Regions from separate parts of the Zea mays genome. Here region 2 is linked to region 1. A link is a contact called in public Hi-C data. All regions are on one chromosome and are shown on one strand. Each heading gives the region's core, a stretch centred on a gene start, on an enhancer-like site or on the middle of the called end of the contact. The rest is flanking DNA. Distances are from core to core; before and after follow the strand shown. Region 1 holds the start of LOC103631773 (50S ribosomal protein L18, chloroplastic-like). Region 2 holds the start of LOC541615 (sucrose transporter 1).

Region 1 (4,279 bases), core at 857-3,356:
TATTGATAAACGTAGGTGTACACGGCTAGACAAATATGTAAGCCAAATGATTTATCACTGCCATAAAAAGTTTTAGGTTTCTGAAATTTACTCTATTACGATCAACTAATTTTCATAGAATGCTAAAACATTGTGAACACCTTCGTTTTAAATCAAACAATCTGCAATTAAGAACACATTATATAACTGCAGAAATGCACATATCCATAAATTGAACTGATGAAATGCATATATGGCATAATTGTTAAAACATATCCCACTTTAGGCTTAAACAAATGCATATAATCAAAGAATACTAGACTCACCTCCACGCAGAGCTCCTCAATCTCATGACGGAGCTTCAGAACATACTCAGAGCTAATGTCAATGTTGTTCAGTGCAGTCGCAATCTCCTCACCTGTCTTCTGCACTCCAACACCACCAAGGAAGAGCTTTGCACCCAAATTTGGCTCCCGCATCCTCCACTGTAGTGCCTCCTGATACTCATTGCTTAGAAGGCTCATTGCCCCACCAAGCACAGCAAGAACAGAGTTTATGCTTGCAGTGGAAGCAGCCCGGCGGCAGCAACTCTGCAGTACAAAGAATACATCATCCACCATAGACGTTGTGAGACCATCTGATATGGGCTCATCAATCCGTATGGCTTTCCTCACATTCTCCACCATGAAAAACTCCTCAAAGATCACATAGAACCCAGTCAGATCCTGCTCCGTTTTATAGAAGTTACCATTACGGAAGGCCTTCATCGCCCGCGGCCCAAGCTCAGGCTTGACATCTCTCAATCCACGGATCTTGTTCACCATAAATTCAGTGTAGTCCTCACCAAGCTGGGTCAACGCAAGAATCTCCTCAAGATAAAGCTCAATTTCCCTGGGATCAGGCCCTTCACTACCTCCAGCAGCACTGGCCATGGAACCCATGACCGAAAGGAGGTTCTTTGTATAGGAGTTTATATCCGATGCAAGTCGTGCAAGCTTCCTGTAATCAGCATAACGGCGTAGTATCTGGGTGCCCCGCGAATCACACTCCTCCTGCAGCTCAATGATGGCATAAGCAACACCATCGTCTCCCCTGAGCTCACGAAGCACAGCATCATTCTCCTCAACAGCGAGCACAATGTCCTTAAAGAGACGGGTGAGGCAGCCAACAAAATCCGGCCGCTCAGAGGTCGGCTGGGTCGCGGAGGTCAGCTCCGCGAGGTGCTCAAAGTCTGCGCGGGCACGCAGAGCGACAACCTTCTTCAGGTAGGCGACGTAGACCTGGAGTCCTTCATCAGCGAGTCCGAGCAGTGGGAATAGGCGGACGAGGCGAAGCACAGCAGGATGGTCCTGTGCATCAACGACCGCCGCTAGCCTCCGACGCGCGAGCCCCTCGAGGCGACGTTTCATGTCAAGCAGATCGCGGCGGAGATCGTCGTCGGTGGGGAACCGAGCGTCGATAGCGAGGAATTCGTGCACGGCGGTGGCGGCGGCGGCGAGGTCGTCGGCGGCCAAGGCCCGCCGCGCGGCTTCGAGCGCGCGAGAACGATCGAGCGCGGCCTCGGCACGTGCCAGCGCAGCGTCCGCCCTGGAGTGCGCCGCGTCGAGATGGCGGACGCGGGACGAGAGCGCGTCGGCGAGCGCCGCGGTGGTGGAGGAGGATTCCTTAAGCGCGGCGGCGTCGGAAGCCGCGAGCGAGAGCAGAGGCGGGGCAGAGCGGAGGAGCGAAGCAGCGGCGCGGTCGAGGTCAGCACGGCGGGCGAGGAGAGCGTCGAGACGGGCGTCGAGCCCGCGCTGGTAGGCCACGCACTCGTGGAGGAGGCGGGTGGCGGCACCCGCGTCGGTGAGGACTCGGAGCGCGGCGAGGGAGGCCGGGTCGCCGAAGTCGAGGGATGGTGGCACGTCAGCGGACGAGGGGTCCGGGGCCACAATGGCATCCGGTCGGCGCGGGGACCGCGGGGCGGGAGAGGGCACCGCCATGGCCGCGGACCGCGGCGTCGGTGCAGATCGGCAAGATCTCGGAGTCCGGGGGAGAAGACGAGACTCGAGAGGGTTGGGCTGTGGACCGTTGGACACCGAGAAGACCAGATCTCGGAGTGCTTCTCTCTCTCTTCTTTTTTTCAGGGCAAGGGCGACGGTGCGGTGCGGAGTGTGCGGGCGCTGCGGCTGGTGCCTGGTGGGGAAAAAAATTTGCTGCAGCCCGGCTGCAAACTAGGCTGTTTGCAGCCCCTCACAAAAATGAGGATAGGCCCCACCTGTAGGCCAATAACACAACTAAAACGTTATCTAGTAGACTTGCAGGTGAGGTCTATCCTCTTTTTTGTTAGGGGCTGCAAACAGCCTGGTTTGTAACCGGGCTGCAACAAATTTTTTTCCCCTGGTGGTGGTGGGGTAAAACGGAATGGTAAACTGAAGCCAACTGCCAACCCAACGAAGGCCAGAACTGCGCGCGCGGAACCTGTTCGACGAATTGGCGCACTGGCTATGGCGCTGCTACGCGCCGCGCTAGCCCAGCCGTTATCGCCGCGCCCCGCGCTCCCGGTCCGCCACCCTCCGACCTCGCTGACAGGCTCCAGGTTTATCCTCGACTTCTCGCTTCCGCCACATCCAGGTGAGCAGAGCCACCGCATACACGCTGTTCCGCGCTCGCTAGCTCGGCGACGCCCACGCGCGCTCTTATCTCTGTCTGACGCGTGCAGGCCCCGGCGCGCCCCGGCGCGAGTACCCCAGGATCGAGGCGACGGCGAGGCGAGGCGCGCGAACTGAGAGCGCCAAGGTCAGGAACCGTCGGCTGCAGAAGAAGGTACGTTCCGGTGCTCCACCTGGTTCTCAAATTTCAGGATAAGGCCAGCTACCAGGCAGCCGGTGTAACCAAACCGCCGTTCCGCCGACTCTCGCTGTATGCAGTTCAACGGCACGGCGACGAAGCCCAGACTCTCGGTGTTCTGCTCCAACCGGCAGCTCTACGCTGTGCTCGCCGACGACCACAACAAGAAGATCCTCTTCTATGGCAGCACGCTGCAGAAGTCCATCTGCGGCGACCCGCCCTGTGGCACCGTGGTAAGCCGCCGCCGTCGTCTTCTCCATCTGGAATTTGGTTTGTATTCCGGCGGGACTCTTGAGCTTGAGTTCGCCTCGCCGGCTCGCCCTGCACAGGAGGCTGCCCGGAAGGTCGGGGAGGAGCTCGTCAGGGTGTGCAACGAGTTGGGCATCTCCGAGGTCTCCTACGACCGCAACGGCTTTGCTCGAGGCGACAAGATGATGGCGTTCGAGGTTCCGGTCTCACAGCACGGGTTCCTGCCAAGATAGGCTGCAACTGTAGTGTCGCCCCCAGAAAGGAGGCACCAGGGCTTGCATTGACAGTTCTCAGGAGACAGGGAAGTTGGTCACATTCCATGCGGATTCTGTATTCTGTATTCTGTATGATCCATCAGTCCTTGATCAACAGGCAGTTCATATTTCACTAACAAGGACAGTTTCTCCGTACTCTATACACGATTCCAGTACCTACTGCTCAGATCTCCTTACATCCCCTTTATAATATGAATATTCATATAATATAATACACGAAATCACTGAAGTGAACATTAGTAGGAGCTATATGCTACGGACGCTGAAACTGGGACTCGAGTTCCCAACCTGTGGACCAACCATGCAGCTTGTTCGCTGCGGCTTGCTGCGGCTGCAATCCGGCTGCGGCTGCGGCTTCTACAGTATTTTTCTCTCTATGGATTGCAGCTGCAGCAGTCCAAACAGCTGCAACAGTGTCGGCTTGTAGCCAGCCGAACACGCCCATGGATTCTCGATATCCGGATCAATGAAAGTTTGTATAAGGAACGGTATAGCTTCATCACCGTTCAGATATGCTGGATCCTGGACCGGAGCACCTGAGAAGAATGCCAATAACAGGTGTCAATACCAATTGCCAAACTTACCTATTCAGCAGCAAGTCATCCCGTCATGACTCATGAGTACCCGAGAAGAGCTAGAAAGTACTAGTAGAAAATAACCAGTAAGCGCAAAAGGACATCGTCATTTTGAAGTTCAAGTAACACTCGCATTCATGAACAACGAGAAACAGGAAGACAAGGCTGGGACCTGTACTCATAGCAGCTGGCAATTTGCTCATTCTCAGGTTTGTCCCGGTTATGCCACCCAACGGGCTCTATGCAGTGATCCATAAAAGCTTGTGAAAAAAAAACCTCCCGAAGGGCTCCCATGGCCGACGTAGGTACATAGCAGCTTCTCCATTGCCAGTACCTGGATGGTGTCATGTCATTTGGCACGTATATTTGTTGGAA
Region 2 (4,100 bases), core at 760-3,259, 290 kb before region 1:
TCCGTACCTAGCTGACGGGAATTACAATTCCAGAATTATTTAATTTCTAGCGGTTCATTGTAGCCGACAGGAGTTACCGTGCATGGGGTAATAACTCCCATTGATACCACCAGTCGATGGTAATTAAGGTCACATCAGCTAAAACTCCCTTCGATCGGCTTTACTATAGTCGACGGGAGTTAACCTGTTTTGCTGCAAACCCAGCATCCTGTTTTCCCATTTTCTCATCCAGTTTAAACAAAACATCAAGCATATAATAGATATCCATTCACACACATCATACAACTCACATACTTCACATTACAAATTCATCAAACCAACACATAGCCAAAAAGTAAGTCCTCACGCATCCTCGTATGCTCCAACTCCTAGGATAAAACAAAACTTAAGGCTTAGTAGTTAACTTGTATAGGATAAAATACAGTAAAACAAAATCATAGTGTAGCTCAGTAATATCATGCACTAGAGAGGAAATACGAAAATAAAGCGCTACATGGGAAATAGAAAAATAATTTGCAAAGAGATAAATTAAGAAAACTATTTAAATAAAAATTCCTATTTTATCCCTCGATTTTAGCTACCAAAGAGGTAAAAAAATGGCAACGTACGGTGATCTAATTGGAGAAGTCATTTTGGCAATATTTGTCATTCTGATCGGAGAAGCTATTGAAGATTTGTTTAATTAAAATCTCTATTGCTATCAATACAAGAAAATATAAAGAGGGTCTTAAAGCTGTTTTAAATAAATTGAAAATATTAGTAGAAAATGGAGAACATAAAAAAATTAAATACATCATTATAGTGAATATATAGAGAATTTGATCCGTAGTATATAATACTCCCTCTGTCTCTAAAAAAATGTCGTTTGACTTTTCTGAGATCATGTTTGACCAGCTCATTTTATTCAAAAAAATTCATAATTATCATTTATTTTCATTACGGTTTAGTTTATCATACCATTTACTTTAACAATAAACTAAAGTTTTCTATATTTTCACAAATATTTTGAATAAAACAAATTGATCAAAGTTGGCCTCAAGAAAGTCAAACGACATCCTTTGTGAGACGGAGGGAGTAATACATAAGAGAATAAAAAATAAAATATATCGCACCACAAAGGGATCAAACCAGCCAATCTCCAAGATATGAGCCCAAAAGCTACAGACCACCTAATCACATTCTCTCTGGTGCTTGAAGCTGTAAATGTTTTCCATATAGTTTAAAACTTCAGTGTTTAATATGTGTTGGTCCTGCACCTGCACTACATATATGGTATACCATGGTCGCTCTATCCGGCATATCCTATGGATCCATCCCTAGTTGGAGAATTGAGAAGAAGAAAAACGGCCATCCGCACAAAGGCTCACGTGTATTACGATGAAGGTAGGTACCATCGAGCGACATGGTTGCGGCTTGTGCGGCGTACGTGTTTGTGGGACTCTCCATCCATCCCCAGCACGTCACTCTCTGCTTGGACGAACGCACGCAGATGCAGACGCAGTGGACCATTCGTAGTACCGCTAGGTTGTGCGTGTTCTCTAGTGACGATACGACTGACGACACGAACAGATCAGCCAGGCCAGCCAAGAAGCGCAGCCACAGGCGATCCGGGCGGCGCCTGTGCATGGCCGAAACTGGAGTGGAATCGCTAGGTGCACCCGGGGGGTGATAGAGGATTCGCAGCCTGGCGAAGCTAGACCGGACGATCTGGAGGCAGCGGCTGCAGATGGATAAGGCAGGCAGGCACTCCTGCAGGCTGCAGCACCCTGTGGGCTGTGCCGTGGGCCTAGCATAGCAGTAATTAATAATTGCGCCCTGGGGGAGTGAGTGCTGGTAGGATGGCGGGACGAGTGGCCGCATCCGCGGGCAGGCTAGGCTCGCATCGCATAGCAGCTAGCGTGGTCCGCGCACGCCAGGCCGCGGGCCGGGCTGGGCCGGCCGGGGTCGTCGCGCGCCACGGCCTTTAAATGCCACACCATCTCCCCCGCTCCAAACACCCACACCCACACCACACCTCACGTCTCCTCACTACCCGCGCTCTCAGGCAGCGCACCTCGCTCCTCCTCCCCCACAGCGCTTTCCATTTTCGTCTATCTCCCGAGAACCCTCCTGCGCCTCCCAAAGCTCTCTTGTTCGTTGCTCCCCCCCCCCCCCCCCCCGTGCTGGTTAATCATCCCCTTCGATTTCGATCACATACATATAATCTCTCTCAGCTATCGCGGCCGCGCGCCTGATCGACGTACGACCGGTCTGGTACGTACGTGTGCTCGCCCGCCATGGCTCGCGGCGACGGCGAGCTGGAGCTGTCCGTGGGGGTCCGCGGCACCGGCGGCGCGGCGGCGGCGGCGGCGGACCACGTGGCGCCGATCAGCCTCGGCAGGCTCATCCTCGCCGGCATGGTCGCCGGCGGCGTGCAGTACGGCTGGGCGCTGCAGCTCTCCCTCCTCACGCCCTACGTGCAGGTATACACACACACATATAGACGTCGTACTGCCTAGCTACATACCCTTCATCGTCACCACCGACACGCGACGCGAGATCGCGCCTCCGCGCGTGTGCACGTATACTATACGTGCGTGTACATGCGGCGGGGCGGCATGCACGGCGAGCGCCGTACGTGTCTTGCTTGCAAATAAACGATACTACCGCCGATCATGCATGATGTTCTATATTCAACCGCTATTTTACAAAAGCTAATAATAAGCAGGTGCCATATACACACATTTAATGAGTAGTAGTTTGAATTTGAAAAAGGCAGAGAGCATCTTTTCGATGACCAGTAACGACGTAATGGACGTTTGATCCTGTCTTTGTCTCGTCAAACCCACGAGAGAAAAAAAAGTAGAGTAAGCACGTAGTACACACTGAGAATCAGCATATATATATCTGCACGTACACATGTGTGGCCAAAAAAACTTGCAGCTGATAGCTACGTATACACTTGGTCGTTTCTACTTGATGTATGTGGGTGGTTTTGTTTAGATGAATTATATACTCCGTATGAACTGGAGCAGTGCTTCACGATCGAAATAATTAAACTGGAAATCCTGCTTCGTCCCTTACTTCCTGCTCCGCCACCCAAATATATATGTTGTGCCTACTTTTCCTCCGGACCGGCTAATTACTGCCGAAATAAGCTGGGAAGAACACAGCTTCTTCTCTCTTCCTTCTTTTCATTGCATGCACATACAAAAGTCAAACCTTTCAGAAACGTTTCTATGTGCACGGCAGACGTGGTGTGTGTGTGACGTACAGTAGGCACTGGTATTGTTGTGACCACCTGCCAGTATTAATACACTACTGTACTTTCATCTGCCACCTCGTATGTGCCAGTCTTGGGTCCCTAGGCCCTAGCATATGCATGACCGAAGAAGCAGATAGCCTTGCCGAAAAAGACGCAGGATCGTCGGAAGGAAGACGGTGCCTGCCCTGCCTGCATGGTCGGTCGGTGTACCGTGTGCCGTGTGTGTACCTCAGCTGCATGCAGTACGCACGTCTCTCTCGTCGAATGAATTCGCTGCCCAGCCAGAAGTTTCCAAAAGGCCCTACCGCCGCTACCCCGGCCGGCGGCCGGATAAAGCCTAAAGGAAACCTGTGCATCGGCCCGCGCGCCGCCCAAAGCTCCGAGACAAAAGACCACACACGTTATTACGTATGGCCGTGCCTAACAAACCGCAACCTTCCGCGCTTTCGTTCGTTGTTAACATGTAGCAACAAGAACAAGAACTCTCCGATCGAGCTAGCTAGCTAGCTAGTTACGTACCTGTCCATCGATCATGTCGGATCTGAAATGTTTCAAAGCCAAGAGCACACACAATTATTCCCGTCCTTCTTTTTTTCTTTCTTCTGTAGCCATGGGAACATTTATATCCGTGCCTATTCGCTCGTCGTGCACCTTTTGGATAAAGTTCATTATGCTGCTGCCTGCCGTAGCCCGCGTAGCTAGGGCATATAGGCTCGTTGAGCCAAGTGCCATCGTCGAGCCGGTTGGTGCATGTGCAGGCGTATCTGGCAGGTTTGATCTGGCACGTCGCCTAACCGCACTCTCTGCACCCCCTGATGAATGGCCAGATCAAAAGAGATCGAGGGAGGCGCGCGGC

Evidence for each region. Hi-C and Micro-C count contacts between places; a contact is called where the count stands out from the background.
Region 2: a Hi-C map of ear shows a contact between it and region 1, with 3 times the contacts expected there. The contact joins the promoter of LOC541615 here to the promoter of LOC103631773 in region 1. A contact is called at or near these places in 3 of 25 Hi-C or Micro-C datasets (bundle sheath, ear and endosperm).

The regions. Positions count from the first base shown.
Region 1 is chr1:14,906,626-14,910,904 of Zm-B73-REFERENCE-NAM-5.0, reverse strand. LOC103631773 (50S ribosomal protein L18, chloroplastic-like) reads left to right here and starts at 2,106. Exons shown (of 4, transcript XM_008653247.4): 1 at 2,106-2,589; 2 at 2,678-2,781; 3 at 2,886-3,038; 4 at 3,135-3,484. The coding sequence starts at 2,463. The coding sequence ends at 3,287. LOC103631772 (conserved oligomeric Golgi complex subunit 4) reads right to left here and starts at 2,212. Exons shown (of 2, transcript XM_008653243.3): 1 at 306-2,212. The coding sequence starts at 1,958.
Region 2 is chr1:15,199,723-15,203,822 of Zm-B73-REFERENCE-NAM-5.0, reverse strand. LOC541615 (sucrose transporter 1) reads left to right here and starts at 2,009. Exons shown (of 13, transcript NM_001305791.2): 1 at 2,009-2,131; 2 at 2,214-2,462. The coding sequence starts at 2,277.